2 separate regions of the Rattus norvegicus genome follow, and region 2 is linked to region 1. The links are chromatin contacts, called in public Hi-C maps. All regions are on one chromosome and are shown on one strand. Each heading gives the region's core, a stretch centred on a gene start, on an enhancer-like site or on the middle of the called end of the contact. The rest is flanking DNA. Distances are from core to core; before and after follow the strand shown.

The links. A called contact is a pair of places that touch in the nucleus more often than the background predicts.
Region 2: a contact with region 1 is called in a Hi-C map of kidney, with 2.7 times the contacts expected there. The contact joins the enhancer-like site here to the promoter of Rreb1 in region 1. A contact is called at or near these places in 5 of 12 Hi-C or Micro-C datasets (hepatocytes, kidney, mammary epithelial cells and 1 more).

What each region holds. Positions count from the first base shown.
Region 1 is chr17:27,202,951-27,209,663 of GRCr8, forward strand. It overlaps Rreb1 (ras responsive element binding protein 1), which reads right to left and starts at 5,111. Exons shown (of 12, transcript NM_001107348.2): 1 at 4,794-5,111.
Region 2 is chr17:27,578,322-27,585,879 of GRCr8, forward strand. All of the region lies in intron 1 of Tpi1l2 (triosephosphate isomerase 1 like 2), which reads right to left. Among named protein-coding and RNA genes, the nearest start is that of Ly86, 110 kb to the right of the region's middle. Within about 2 kb of position 4,895, at least 29 of the 93 cell types and tissues checked have an H3K27ac peak or open chromatin away from gene starts, as enhancers often do.

The DNA.
Region 1 (6,713 bases), core at 3,861-6,360:
GGCAGACAGACGGGTAACCTGCAGCCCACAGGCTCATCTACCCAGGGATGCTAGATCACAGGTCTCCCTGCCCCTCCTCCCTACCCACCTCCCCGCCCCCTTCAGCTGCCAACGAGCAGGATGAAATCTCCGGGCATGCTCAGTTGCCCTTCAGACCATGTTGGGCACCCAAGGGACGTGACAAGAGAGACCTTGAGAAAAGCTGGGCTGATGACACAGTCCAACGAGACTAACTGCTAACTAGGAAAAAAAGCTCCTCCCCATCTTCCTCATTCTTCTACCTCTGCAATAAAGAAAACACCAGCAGCCAGGTTTCCCTTCCTTGGTCGGCTTGCCATGTGGGAGTGGGGGAAGTTGAAAGTAAATGATGCATTTCAGAAAGCACATCTTATACTTCCCTCCGGGTTCAGATGGTACACCTTTTACCTCGGATCTATCCGCACCCCTGGGCGTGGAGATCGTTCTCTGACCCTGCGAGCATTTGAAAGAGGTACTTGACTGTCTCTACCCTAGAAGCACAATCTGAATCTAAAAATCGAGAGGAAGAGAAAAGAGAACCTGTCTCTCAATCTCTTAATTATATTTGAATATAAAAAATATGACTCAACAAGGCCTACTTGATAGGTCAGGAAAACACACATAACCTTGAGGCAGGGAAGCTTCTGGCTTTGCAGCAGGCCTGCCACTCAACAGAAGCGATAGTTTCCAGCCACCAGTTCAACCCCACTTGCATCTATCATCTCCATGAAAAACCTCAAAAACCTTGAAACACACTTAAGACAACACACAAGCTATAATACTTTTGCCTTCTAACATCTGTTTAGTCCTTGCAAATATATTCTAGACCTAGAGTGCTTTAAAGGTTATCTATGAGCTAGGTTGAACAGACAGAGACAGAGAAGCAGGGTAACGAGGACCAGGAACAGGCACATCCACAATCTTATCTTGGAGGAAAGAGAGCTATTGTCCTCTCTTCAGGAGGGACTATATTGTCGTTACTGTTGATACTACATTGCACTTCTATCTTTTGAATGCAAATATGTTTAATAAAACACAATGGTAAAAACATCACTTTGTGGATTACGTAGAATTTCCAAAACAGAAAAATCTGTCATTAGTGCAAAAGCAGGTGAGGTTATACATGAGTAACAAGAGGGGAAGTTCAACCTCTTAGACAAGAAAGTCATCTCAGACAAGCTGCCATTTGACACCACAGCACAGAGTCAAGAGAATACTGAGAGAATACTGAACTTCAATTAAAGACACTTACAAAAGAAAGATTATTTGAATATAATAACAAAAACAAAAGCCAACGTTAACATCCTACCTTCCTAGATCAAAGATCATGGAAGACTCAGAAATTAATTAAACCTAGTAAATAATGTAAAACAGGGAAGGGCTCCCTTTCAAAAAAGCTTCAGTTAATTTTAGCATCCTTCTGTTTAGCTGCTTAGCAACCCTTATCCTGACCTTCTAAGCACCACCTACTTTTCAGAAGGATAATGAATAGAAACATCAAAAGAACCCACTTCCAACTGCTTCTAGAGAGACCGGTTGGCCAATTTTTGTTAAAGTTTATATTAACTGTGCCATGCAAAACTCTAAGAGGACAGAAATTTTTTTTCAACTTCATTAACCAGGAAATTTACTGAGCTGAAGCTGTTAAGTGATGTTAGCCAGTGAGCACACAATAGCAAGGAAGGCTTCAAAACTCACCCGGGGAAGTGAACCAGGACAGCAGCAGTTCAAAACAGAGAAGTGAACAAACAAACAAACAAGCAACAACAAACAACCCAGACGTTTGTTAACAGCTGCTAGCTGGTGCCTGACTTAGGAGCAGATGCAATAAACAGCTGTTGATCAGATGAGAACTAATAACACTTTGGCTTCACTTCCCTCCTTCCTACCTGTACTGGATGCAAATAAGCTCTCTCAGACTCCCCCCCCCCCAATAAATCTAAAGTATAGGCCCCTTCCATGAAAAGGTCACTTGCTCGATGATGTAAATGGTTAGGAATGGATGCAGCACCTGTACCAGCTGAGTCAGACAAATGACTCCCATCACGTCCACGGTAAGGGTTACACTGTCTTGAGTTTCTGATGAGAAATAAAATGGTATCCAGGGAAACGGCCGAGAATAATATTCCATGTACCACTGGGCATCAGCGGCATTTCTTAGTGAGGAAAGCGTTTCTTAAAAACAAAACGTGCTGAGAAGACAGCCATCTTACCTTAAAAACACTTTGTAAGACTGAGACGGTGCAAGTTAATTAACCCAAAGTGGAGAAAGAAACAATTAAATCAAAGTACTCCTCTTCTCCCTCTCTCCCGTGAAAATTAGGGAAGGTTTTTTTTTTCTTCACACATTTAAAACTTGATTAGAGCCATTCAGATGTTTAATTCAGTGTAACCAAATACATCAAAGCAAGACCCATCAGCAGATAACCCAATGGGCAGAGGTAAAAACAAAACAAATAAAAAAGCAACTCTAAACCTCTAAACGAGTCCACCCTTGCACGTGTTTGAAGAGTATACTAAACTCTTGCCACAAAAACGCCATGGATTCTGTAAGAGTTTACAGAATTTTCTTAAGAGTTTTAACCAAGACTTTAGACTCCAACCCAGACTTCCGGGTTAAATTACAAACTATACCTGCCTACTCAAGAAAGCATCAAACCTAGAGGATGTTAGAAGACATCAACACATTCTTTTCGTGGCTGTTCGCATTTCTCCACCTTCCACTCCAATTAACTATTGCACAACAACTCACACGCAGACACAGACCACCATATTATCTCAAAATGCAATCTCACAACCAGGGGGATGCACAAGCAACAAGCCTTTGCAGAATCATTTGCAAAAATACTTTGCCAACTTCCAACATCTTTATTCAACAAACTTTTTTCCCATAGGCTTTAACAAGGATATGCTTAGCTCTAAACTCTAAAACAAGACCGAGTGTTGCGTAGTCTAATGATGGAAACCCGAGGGTAAGGTTTTCGACACCCCGACAAAAGTTGCTTTTTATACACCCCCGTATCGGTGTCTACCACCACCACTACCAGCATCCCCCAAAGAAGAAAATCATCTCCGAAATGCCCCGAATGTGTGCTGCTGCTGGCTCTGAAGCCGTGTAGAATTTCGTAATGGAATGTGAACTGCTCGTCCGGATCTGGGCTCACGTTCTATCTCTTAACCAGTAAGGAGCGAGGGAGGGCAAATCTGCTGAGCAAGGAAAAATAACTTTCCTCCTCTTTTATAACCCATCACGGATGCACCGCGGACGAGGGCAGCTAGCAACACGCGGCGCCTGTCAAGCGGTGGAGCCGGAGCCCAGTGGGGTCCCCAGTCCCCTAGACCTCGGCCGGCTGCCCGCGGGTACCGTCGCCGCGCCCCGCACTCACCCGGGGCCAGAGAGCGAGTCACATCCTCGATGCGACCCTGGCCCTGTACAGAAAACACACCGCCTCCCGGGGAGGGGGCCGGCGACGGGAAGGACCTCCCCTGCTCCTTAGCAACCATTAAGGTCGCAGTTTCCTAAGAGACCGCGAACGGGGAGGGGGCGCGGGGAGTTGGGCCTGATGGGGGGCCCGTGCCTCTCGTAGGCGTCGGTGCTTCCCCCGGGGGACACCGGCTTCCCCCACCCTCCTCGTTTGGCTGTGCAGGCCGAGGTGTGAGGAAAAAGCGAAGCCCCAGAACTCCAGAAAAATTGGTCCAGCGGGTGGCGGACAAAAGTTTCCGAGCGCGCTCCACAGCTGGGCGGTGGGGCGGGCGCCGGCCCCGCCTCGGATGCTCCCGGCCTCCTTCCTGTGCTCGTGACGGCGCCGGGCGCGAGCCCCCCCTCCGCGATGCAGGCTCGCCCCACGCCGGGGGCTCCCCCAAAGCTCGTACCCAGCCAGCCTCAGAGTCACCAACAATACGCGTCGGCGCGGCCCGGGTCGCCGCTTCCCCTCCTCCCCAGCGACGGTGGTCGCTCAGAGCCCCGCCGCCAGCCGGGAGCCCGCAGAGGGCGCGGGGCTGCCTGCCGCCCCTCCCGGCCGGCGCCGTCCGCCCGGGAGGATCAAAGTCCGCAGAGCAGGGCGCGGCGGATGCTCCCACCGAGCAGCCCCGAACGCACGGCCCCCGTGCCTGCACCCCGGGTGGGCACCCCCGGATACCTTGCGGCGGCGGACTGGCTCGGTCATCTCCGTGCTTCCCGACCCGAGAGGGACTAGAAAGTATGTAGGAGAAAAGTTTCCCCTCCCACATGGGGGGGAGGATGTCGGGGGAGAGAGGGCGGAAGATGGAGAGCAGCGCTGGGAAGATGTTTCTGGCCCGCGGTGCGCGTACCATCCGAGTCCCGGCAGGGCTGGTTAAAAATAAACTCGGCGGCGCGGGTCGGGCCGGATTCCTGCGCTCGGACGGCTAATATGGATGCGCATCAGGTCCTGCTGGCGGGGCGCAGCGGCGGCTCGCGCTAGGAGCTGGTTGGCAGAGCCGGCAGCTCGGGAAGGGGAAAGGAGCGGAGGAAGGGGAGGAGGAGGAGGAGGAGCGGCCGGGCGCGCAGCCGGAGGGGAGAGGGCTGCCCAGCTCATCCCGGCTCCCCTACCCCACAGCCCCAACCGAGCGCATGCTGCCAGGCGTGGGGTGCGCGGGTCCTTTCTGCCAAACGCCGAGTTTCAGAAGTACACCGCGCTCTGCACACTTCACCCTCCCCATCCCCAAAAAGTTCTTTAAAAGGTCGCTCCGGCAATGCTCCGGGCATCTCGCAGCCACCAGAGTACCGCAAGCGGGGACCCGGGACGCGTACTTACGGCCCGGCAGGGTGCTGGGCTCCCAGGCATGATGCGGTGGGGACCGGTGGGCTTCGGGCTGAGAACGAGGAGACATGCAAACTTGTTCCGGAAAAGGAATCAAAATGGCGTTTCTGGATGTGCAAAGTTCATCAACTCCGCAGTCACTTCCCCTCCTCCTCTTCTCCCATAGGGAGGGAGGTGGGCGAGGAGCTGGCGACCCCGTTGCCCTAGCCGTCTTCCCGGCCCCCGCCTCGGCCCCCCGCCCCGCTTCCTCACCCGCACGCTCGGAGACTCGCTCTCCCCCTCTCACCCTGATAAGTAGACACATCACGTGTTGCTCCTGCGAGTCTCCTAGGGACGTGTTACAGAGCTGCCGCAGCAGCCGCGGCAGAACGAGCTGGGGGAGTCGAGAGGACCGCGGTACCCGGCTGTCTCTGTCGTCACCCCCACCCCAGTTTTAACTAGGCAACCGCAGTTGCCACTATCCTGGGATGAGTGGAGGTGGAGTCCTCACCTCACCCCCTACAGCAGCCCCAAGTTTGCCCCACGCCCTCCTAAGGCGCCCGGGGCCAGGGGCGGGCCCGGCAGCCGGAGGGGAAGGGTCTCGGCCGCTACAGCTGAGCGCAATTCCAACCCACCCAGCGCTCACTGGTGGCCACTATCTCCAGCCACCGCGCCCCCTCCTCTCCAGCCCCTCACGGCCAGTGGCTCTCAGCCCGCGGCTTTCCATCACTTTACAACAGGGTTTGTTTCACTATTTTAACAGAGGCAGAGATGCGGAGAGGAGCTTGGGGGGACGCCTGGGAGGCCCGAGAGAGGGTGGTGTGGTGACGGTGGACCCCAGATCAAGCGCCGCTCCCCTGAATCTGAAAGCGGTGTCTCAACCGCACAGTTCCTTCTGTACGCGGTCCTCGCCCTGCATCCAGGTGGGGCGAGTAGAGGATGGGGCCGGAGATTAAAGAGCAGGCGCTTCACCCCGCCCCCAACCTCTTGCAGTTTCTTTCCCAAGTTGGTCCTTCCCACCAGCGCAGCGACTTAGGAGTGTGCTTCTCTTCTAACAAACCTAAGGGCCCTAGACTTTTATCACGTTGCCTTCTCTCCCACTCTACACATGATGCTTCAGCAGAGGCTGCCTGCCCGCGAGGGGCCTAAGGATGGCGTCTACCGCCACCTTGTCCCCACCCCGCGACGGAATGGCTGGTGCTGTGTCATCCACGTCTCCCTTCAAGGCGTCAGGGAAGCCACATGCAATATCTCTTTCTCTCAGAGGGCTCCTGTTTCAACTGTGAAAAGCGCGGGTCCTCCTGCGAATTTCTCTCCATCCCCGGGGCTCCTGAAGCCAGCACGGTGCCTTGGCCCAAGTTATCACAGAGCCCAGGGAAACCAGGCCTCAGCTGTGCTTCCTCCATAAAGCAGCTGACATGTTTCCAACCAGTAAGCCGGTTTCTACTTAGGTTCCAAAAGGGACTTGTTCTCAGTTTTGGATACATCTTTTGAATAGTTACCTACACACACACACACACACACACACACACACACACACACACACACACACACACACACACACCAATTCTGAAGATAAAAGCACAGAAAATAGGACTGTAGAATTACGCATTCGAGACTACTTAGTTGATGTTATACATGCAGAAAGCTTGCTACACGCTATTTGCTATGACCTTTGCCCTGGCTCCACCCCACGGTCTCCTCTTGGAATGCCTGAACACCCTACAGTTGTAAAGCTCATTATGGGCTTTAATTTGAAACCTTCCTTCTAATGTATTCTAGTTTGGGGACTGACAACAGAAGTGTCTATCTGGGGATTGAATGAACAAATGAAGCCTAGCCAAGAGAGAATTTTCTAGAACTAAAGAAAAGCAGTTGGACCATTACCCCTGACTTGAGATAAGTAGGCTAAACCACAGGCTGGGAGGGAACTGT
Region 2 (7,558 bases), core at 3,645-6,144, 380 kb after region 1:
ACTTTTTTTTTTTTTAACTCTTCAGCACGTTAGCAAACATGAAGCAGAGGCCAGCAAAGACTCTTTGAGCAGAGGATCAGTGTCCTTCCTCCTCTGAACACTAGGACACTGTGGACATATCCCTGGGCATTCTCACTTGGCATGTACCATTGGAGGGGCAGAGGGAAAGCCACATTACACTCTGATGGGCACCATCCTCACTACCTAATATAAAGTGCGTCTGGATGTCTTCTCACAATGGAGGAGTCCAAGGACAATACTAGGGCCGACAGACAGAGCGGACCGTCTACCCCAGGGACAGATGTTAGTTGAGAGTGTTGCTGTTCATGGACCACTCCTGACAGTCCCCCTTCTCTGTAGTTGTAGTGAGTGAGCTCAAGCATCAGACCAAAACAAACAGTCCAGGGATGAACTACGCTTTTGTGGTGTGCTACACCCGGGAAGGGCTTTCTGTGTTTGTTTTATAAGAGATTGACTCTCTGTTCTCCGCTGGCGTGATCTGTGCTCCCTCTGTCTTTGGTTTCTTTCTCTCTGGGAGAGCCATTTTAGATCACTGGATGGAGAAGAACATGCTGGAGCCTCGGGAATAGGCCTGGAGCTCTAGGGACAACATTCTTCATGCTTTCTTAAGAGCTTAGAGGTTTGGAACTGGTGGCAACTGGTAGTTTTCAGTATTTGGTAAACAGCCAGTATCCGGAGCCCTGGGAACAGCCTCGTTTAGCTCTTTGTTTAAGTTTTGGGATAGAGACTCTGAGAAGTTGGTGCAGGGGAGAGAAATTAGCAACCACTGCTCGTTCACAGCTGGGCAGCCAAGTGGACAGCCCTGAAAGACCTAAGCTGACGGGAGAGAAAGGGGCCCCTGACCAGTCTTGGACCAATAGCTTTTAGAGCAGGACACTCCCTCACCCCAACCCCCAATTGCTCTGCATCTGCCTGGCCTCTGGCCAAAGATCTGTGCACACTACAGCGTTGGTATGCTTTGGGTGAGGCTCGTGGCCATAGCAACAGGATGGGAGAGACCCAGTTCCTGGGAGTAAGAACTGTGGCCAAGACACAGATTGGGCAGGCAAGGCGTAGGGAGGGGAAGTCAAGGTTGGTCTTGCCTAAAGAATGGAGACCTTTACTGTTGTGGACAGAGTCACTTCAGTCTGGGGCTACTAATGGTCCATCTCAAGCCCCTCCTTTCTCCAAGTAGATGTGGCTCAGGCTGATCTCTGGTGAATGTAATCAACCCACTAACCTGCTGATTTCAGAGAGAATTAACCCCTGATCTACTTACTGGTGCCTCACAGCCACATTTAAATACGCATGCACCTAAATTCTTCCACAAAGGCAAGTTTTTACTTTAGGAAAAAGAGACGTTCAGTGTACATGAGGTCTGTGATTAAAGCCCTGGGTTCACACTGGGAGAGCTGAGGTCTAATTCTAGCACCGACTCTTCCCCTCTCCCTGCGTGACTTCTCTGGGCCCTAATTTCTTTATCTATGAAATGAAAGCATTTGGTGATGAGGTAAAAAAAAAAAAAAAAGGACTGGCTCCCGATCCGAGCTTCTACATCTATGACTTCAGAATAAAGGATAAAGGGCATTTCTATCGCCGAGTCTTCTGTGTTTCTTGGTTGGGTTTCTTTATAGCCAGCAGGTGTAGCTGACAAGAGGAAAAGTCAACATAGTTCCCTTTCAACTTTCGATCTCTTTAAATTATTTCCTTTAGAGCAGTTTTAAGCTCATACACATACACACACAGCATAAAAAATTAAAAGAAAAAAAGATATATACATTCATCACTATTAAATTGCAGTCTGTCCTTCCCCTGCTTTCCCTAAGTCTCTGGCAATAAGGGATCTTTTCCTGTCTCCATAGTTTTGCCTTCCCCAGAACATCATGTGTCTGGAATCACAGCGTGTGGCCTGTGCAGACTGGCTCCAGATCAACTTTCTATTTTGTTGTTACCCTGTGCTTGTGGTCATGCAGGGTCTCAAGGACCTGGGAGCTCACTTTGGAGCCTAGGTGGCCCTTGAACTCAGCAATCCTCCTGCTTCAGCTTCACAAGTGCATGACCCAACACACCCAGCTCACGCGATTTCTTTTCCTTTCTGCCTACCATCCCTATCCCCTTGTCTCTCTTGCACGTGTCACCTGGCACCGGAACTCTCTGGTGGCCTTGCTTTGGTGGCCATTGTAACAACTTCATCATCTCTTGTCACTCTCTATCTGCTTATCCCCCAGTTGTCCCAGAACTCCTTAAGGCCCAATCACTCTCTCCTCTCTTCCTCCCTCCTTTCCTCCCCCATCCCCTCCACCTCTCTCTCCCTGGTTTATTTTCCTTCTCACAGCTGGTCTCTCCCAGAAATCTAAGCTGCCAGGTCCTCCATCAGCGACTATCACCACAGGCCCAACGGTTATTCATCATTTGGGATTGTCCCCTCCCCCCCATTTGGGGTCTGTTGTTTTGTTTTGGTTTTCATCTCACCCCAACTCTGCAGAAGAATCAGGCAGGAAATTTTAAAAGAAAGAAAGAAACAAACAAACAAGCAAAAAAACAAACAAACAAACAAACAAAAAAAAAACAACCTAGAAAATGACCCACATCCGCCTGGTCCCAGGGTCTTGGGTGAGACCTGGACATTTTTCTTTTCAGTTCCCTGGAGATTCTAAAGTGCAGTCACTTGCAAAGCCACTGCTCAAGGAGAATCAACATCCCATTACAAGAGGAGGTGACATGCTTGTGTGCAGATGCAATTGCTCTGTTGAGGCATGGCTAGCTGTGAGATCACTCCCCGAAGAGGATCCTGTGAGCCCCAATTCCTGGTACTTAGGATTTTGTGTTCTCCTCTCCCCTTAAGCCTGGGTTGTACCTAATGACTCAGACCTAACCAAGAGCATATGTCAGAGCCGATGGGAGGGTACTTCCAAGATTGCATGTCCTGCTTCTCTTGCCTGGCTTCCGGGTCACTTCCCCAGCCCTTGCAGAGTTCTTGCTCTGAGGGACAATGGCTAACAGTGATCCATAGCTCAGTGATGGGGAAGTGAGGCAGTGGTGTCCTGATGTCGGCTGACTTCCTGGTGAGCGAGCTGGAATTCACAAGGAGCTGCCCTCTGGTACAGTCCCACTGCCCTGCTGTGACTACAGCCCCAAACCTATGCAGACTGCAGCCTCTGTCAGAGGTCTCCCGCTAAACCACACCTAGACTGGTGACTCACAGAAGCCAGAAGATGGAGAAACGCTTTTCATTTTGAAGCATTTAGTTTTGGGGATTTGTTATAGTTTAAGCGCGTAATGCCACACACACCCCATACCCGCCCCCACAGGGTCCTATGTTTGAACACTTGGCCCACAGCTGTTGGAGGAAGCTGAAGAACCTTTGAAAATTAAGATCCGGGTAGGGGATGGAGCAGGAGGGATGGACGGGCCTGGAGAATTGCAGCTCAGTTCTGTCTTAGGCCTGCCCCTCTGTACCTCATCCAAGGTTATCTGCTACCTTGAGCTCCTGCCACACCTTCCTTGTGGAAATGGACTGTCTTCTGAAGAAGAGCCAAAACAAACCTCTCCTCCTTTAAGGAGACTCTGTAAGGTCAGATACTTTGTCACAGTCACGGTGAGAAAAGTCACTAAAGTCACAGCAAAAATAACTGATACATTTCTTAAGAAAAAACCCTACCTTCTTAAAAAAAGAGCACCTTTCACTTGGAAGGGACAGACTAAATGTTGAGTTTGAGCTGTGGGAAGGTCTGAGAGAATGTTTCTGGGGGTGGTTGCTATAGGGGCAGTGCCCAAGTTGTTGGGGGCAAGGAAAGGTCAGGCAATCAAGAAATAGCACCTTGTTGGCAAGGCCATTGCTCCTCCAAGGTGGATTTGTATAGAGAGGTCCCAGGAGAGCCTTGTTAAGATGTTGACAATTTCAAGCAGGAGCCAATCGGGGTAGTGGTGGGCAAGCTTCTGGTTGGTGATACCGTTGTTTCTTGGGGACCGCGTGTAAGGGGTTAAGGAGTTAAACTGTATTTTTGTTTCTTTCTGTGAGTGTTCCCCTTTAAATGTCTGCAGGAACTCTGAGGGTGAGGCCTCCCGAATGCATCACTTGCCTTTGGGGAGTTTAGGAAGTGGAGCAGCGCCCTCTTGAGGCCACAAGGCGGAGGTGCTGGGGAGGAGGTGCACCAAAGGTTCGCTGAATCAAGCCAGGTAGTCATTTACTAAGCCACAAGCCTCGTCAGCTGTGTTTTCTTAAATTGGCCTCATCGTAAAAGGACACGAATCTTAGGAAACAGCTTCAGAAGATCTTTGCGAGTTTTGTTGGTGTTGGTGGTGATGAGTTTTTCCTCCATTTCTTACAAATCAGTAGAATGTGTTTATTGCCATATTAATCTAATTTCCCCCCTAAACTAAATTTCTACCTTATCAAGATGCAATTGGTCTAAGAAGTGTTTTCCTGGGAGTATGCCCTTCTTAGGTTGATGGCGACTACCTGCACATCCCATCCCCCAACTCCAAGATTCTACCTCTTCCCTGCTTCTTCATCTTCCTTGGCTTCTGTCTTGACTCTCCTCATAGCCTAGCAGAACTCTTGTCTTTGGTCTCTGCCATGGGTGTTCCAAGGTCAAGCATGTTGAATGCTGCAATGTCCCAGGCTTCCGACCATACCACTCTGGGGAGACTGTCCTCCAATTGCACCCAACATTTTGATTCATTTCCATCTTCCTGGCTAGACACCACCCATGACTGGACTCCCTCTCTGTGCTGTCCCTTTCCAGACCTTGCCTCCTCGGGAAAGGGTGTTGTCTGCTTTCTGGCTCAGTTCCACCCTCCTGGCCAGACCACGCCCTATTTGCTAGGCTCTGCTGCCTTAGCTAGACCACTCCCTCCCGGATATACCACACCTTCCTGGGCAGACCTGGATAGACTCCTCCCTCCTGGATAGACTCCTCCCACAGGCACACAGCTAACCCCCACCTCTGGTTCTTCCCTACAGCTTCCTGGTGGAGGAGTTTGGCCAAGAAAAGGATTCAAAGCGAGTCCCCAGGGGTCATGTTTTCCAGCCGTTTCTGGGTCTTCCTGAGCACAACAGTTCTCACACTCACGAGTCTCTCAAGAGCCTGATAGCATGTGTTCTCGGAACCCATCCTGATGACATAGATTTCTCTCCACCCCGGTTCTGCAGAATACACATCTGGAGGGAGAAGTTTGGGGATCCGCACTGCCGCACTGTTCGTCATTGCATCTACAGGCAGGCTTGAGAAGCACAGCTGTGGCTAGCCTACGATCCAGCCCAGACCCCCAAGGCCATTAAGGACTCCTCCACTCCAGTCGCCCATCCGCACCGAGCTAACTGCTGTCTTGTTTCTCACTTATAAGATTGAGGCCATCTGTTGTGGGCTTCCCGCATTTCCTGCCCCCACCCTCGACATTCTCCACATTTCCCAGTCTGCCTCCTTCTCCTCTCTTAGAAAATAAACATCTTCCCATGGCTGGATCTCTACCCTCCTTGACCATCTCCTCTGGAACGATGACCCTCTTGATTCTTTCTCTGTACATTTTTTTCCCCTCGCTAATGGCTTTTTCTTTTTTCAATTAAAAATCGTCTTTTGGATTGGACCTTAAGTCTTTTCTTTCCTAAATTACAAAACATATCTGAGTAACTTGGCTTCTCCCTCAAGCTGCCAGCTCACTTCCTGCTTCCTTCTTGAGCCCATCTCCTCTCTGTGTGGATCTCAGCCTAGCACTTTCCCTTTCTCATCTTACAGGGTACCCTGGTCAGTGCTGTGCAGAACCCTCTACCATGAACCTAGTTCAGTGCCCTGAGCTGCTAAGCTAGAAGTCAAACTTCTAAGCTAAGCTAGGTTCCAGGTTTGCCCTCAGACATGAATTTTGCTTTCTCAGACGTGACTGCTCAGATCCAAGGCTACGTCCTTAGAGCCTCTTACAAGCACATGACACTTACCACCATTTGTGTGTCGGTTTTACATTGCTATAACAAAACACCTGAGCTGATGGATTTATAACATGTAGAAGTTTATGTTGGTCCACGATTCCAGTCCACTGTCACTTGGTTTTGCTGAACTAACTCGAGCATGCCGCTGACTAAGCTGCTCATTTCCTAGTGACCAGGAAAACACACACACACACACACACACACACACACACACACACACACACACACACACACACACAGAGCAAAACCAACCAACCAACCAAACACCCAAAACCTAATATCCTCACCTGATGACTTAACTGCCTATCAGATTCCACCTCTTTAAGAATTTTACCACTTCTAAGCATTACCTTGAGCCTGGGACCAGGTCTCCAATACAGAAGCCTTTTGGGTGACACGTAACTAAGCCACAGAAATGTGAAGAGCTAAAGGAAGCCTGAAGAGAATGGGTAAACTGACTGTTGTATGTGGTCATAAAAGCTGCTGAGCCCTACGGGAGAGTTTCTTCACACAGACTTTGTATAAGGACTACCAGGAGCTAAGGGACTTCAAGATGGATTCCACTTACGGGCTGGGCCCAAACCTGGTGTCCTAGCTTTATCTACCAGCCTCAGCAGGCAGTTATAATTAGTTAGTTAATTAATGAATTAACTTTCCAGAGACTGAGTTTCACTGTGTATTCTTGGCTGGTTTGGAGCTTTTAAACCAGCCTGGCCTTGAACTCATAGAGATCCACCTGCCTCAGCTTCCCAAGTGCCAGGATCAAAGATGTGTGCCAGCACGCCTGGCTTAATGATCAGTAGTTCTGGAAGGGGAGATGGGCTCTCTGTGCTGCTCATCCATGGCCCTGCAGCTTGGCCTCTCCTTCCCCCATTCTGCCTGATGGTGAGCATCTCTGAGACTTGTAGGATACAGCATTCGAAATGGACTAGGAAATCCACATTCACAAAGACTCCTTGCTTATTCTGATCAGAATTGCAAACAAAAGCCAGGAGGCGGCCCAGGGCCTTCGTCTTCCCTGTGATGTGTCACTTTTTTCCAGATGAGCTTCTTTTACAGTTCTTTCACTAGGATCTATAGGGTGCAGCTAAGGGAATTCTTTATGATAATGACCCTTTAATTGAAGTCAGATTCTAGAATGACAACAAGCAGAAAGGAAGATTGCCTGATTGATAATTCAGTTGTAATTTGGTGGCTTTGGAATAGACGGTTGGGACAGAACGACCCAGGAGTCTCTTCTGTCATTCCACAGGCATCCTGGTTAATGAAGAACAGGTCAAAGAGAAGCCCAAGAGAAGGAGAACCTTGGCTTTGCAGGGTGGCTGAAAAATACCAGTAAATAAGCACCTCAAAGGAATTATGGTTCTTCTGGTTCCCATAGCATAACGTCACTTGGGAAAGACAGCACAGAACCGTTGGATGGGCTCTTACCCCCATCTCAAATCCGACACCGATGGCTTGTGCTCTTTTGTGTCTGTGGTGTCTAGCACAATTCTCACTCAGATTAAAGCACGACAAACGTTATTAATTCTGGAAAGCCACATACTTTTGTGGATCCTCTGTCTTGATGAAAAGGGTATTTTAAGAACACATGGAAAAACTCGCAGTCTGTTTGGAATACAGAGCTCAACG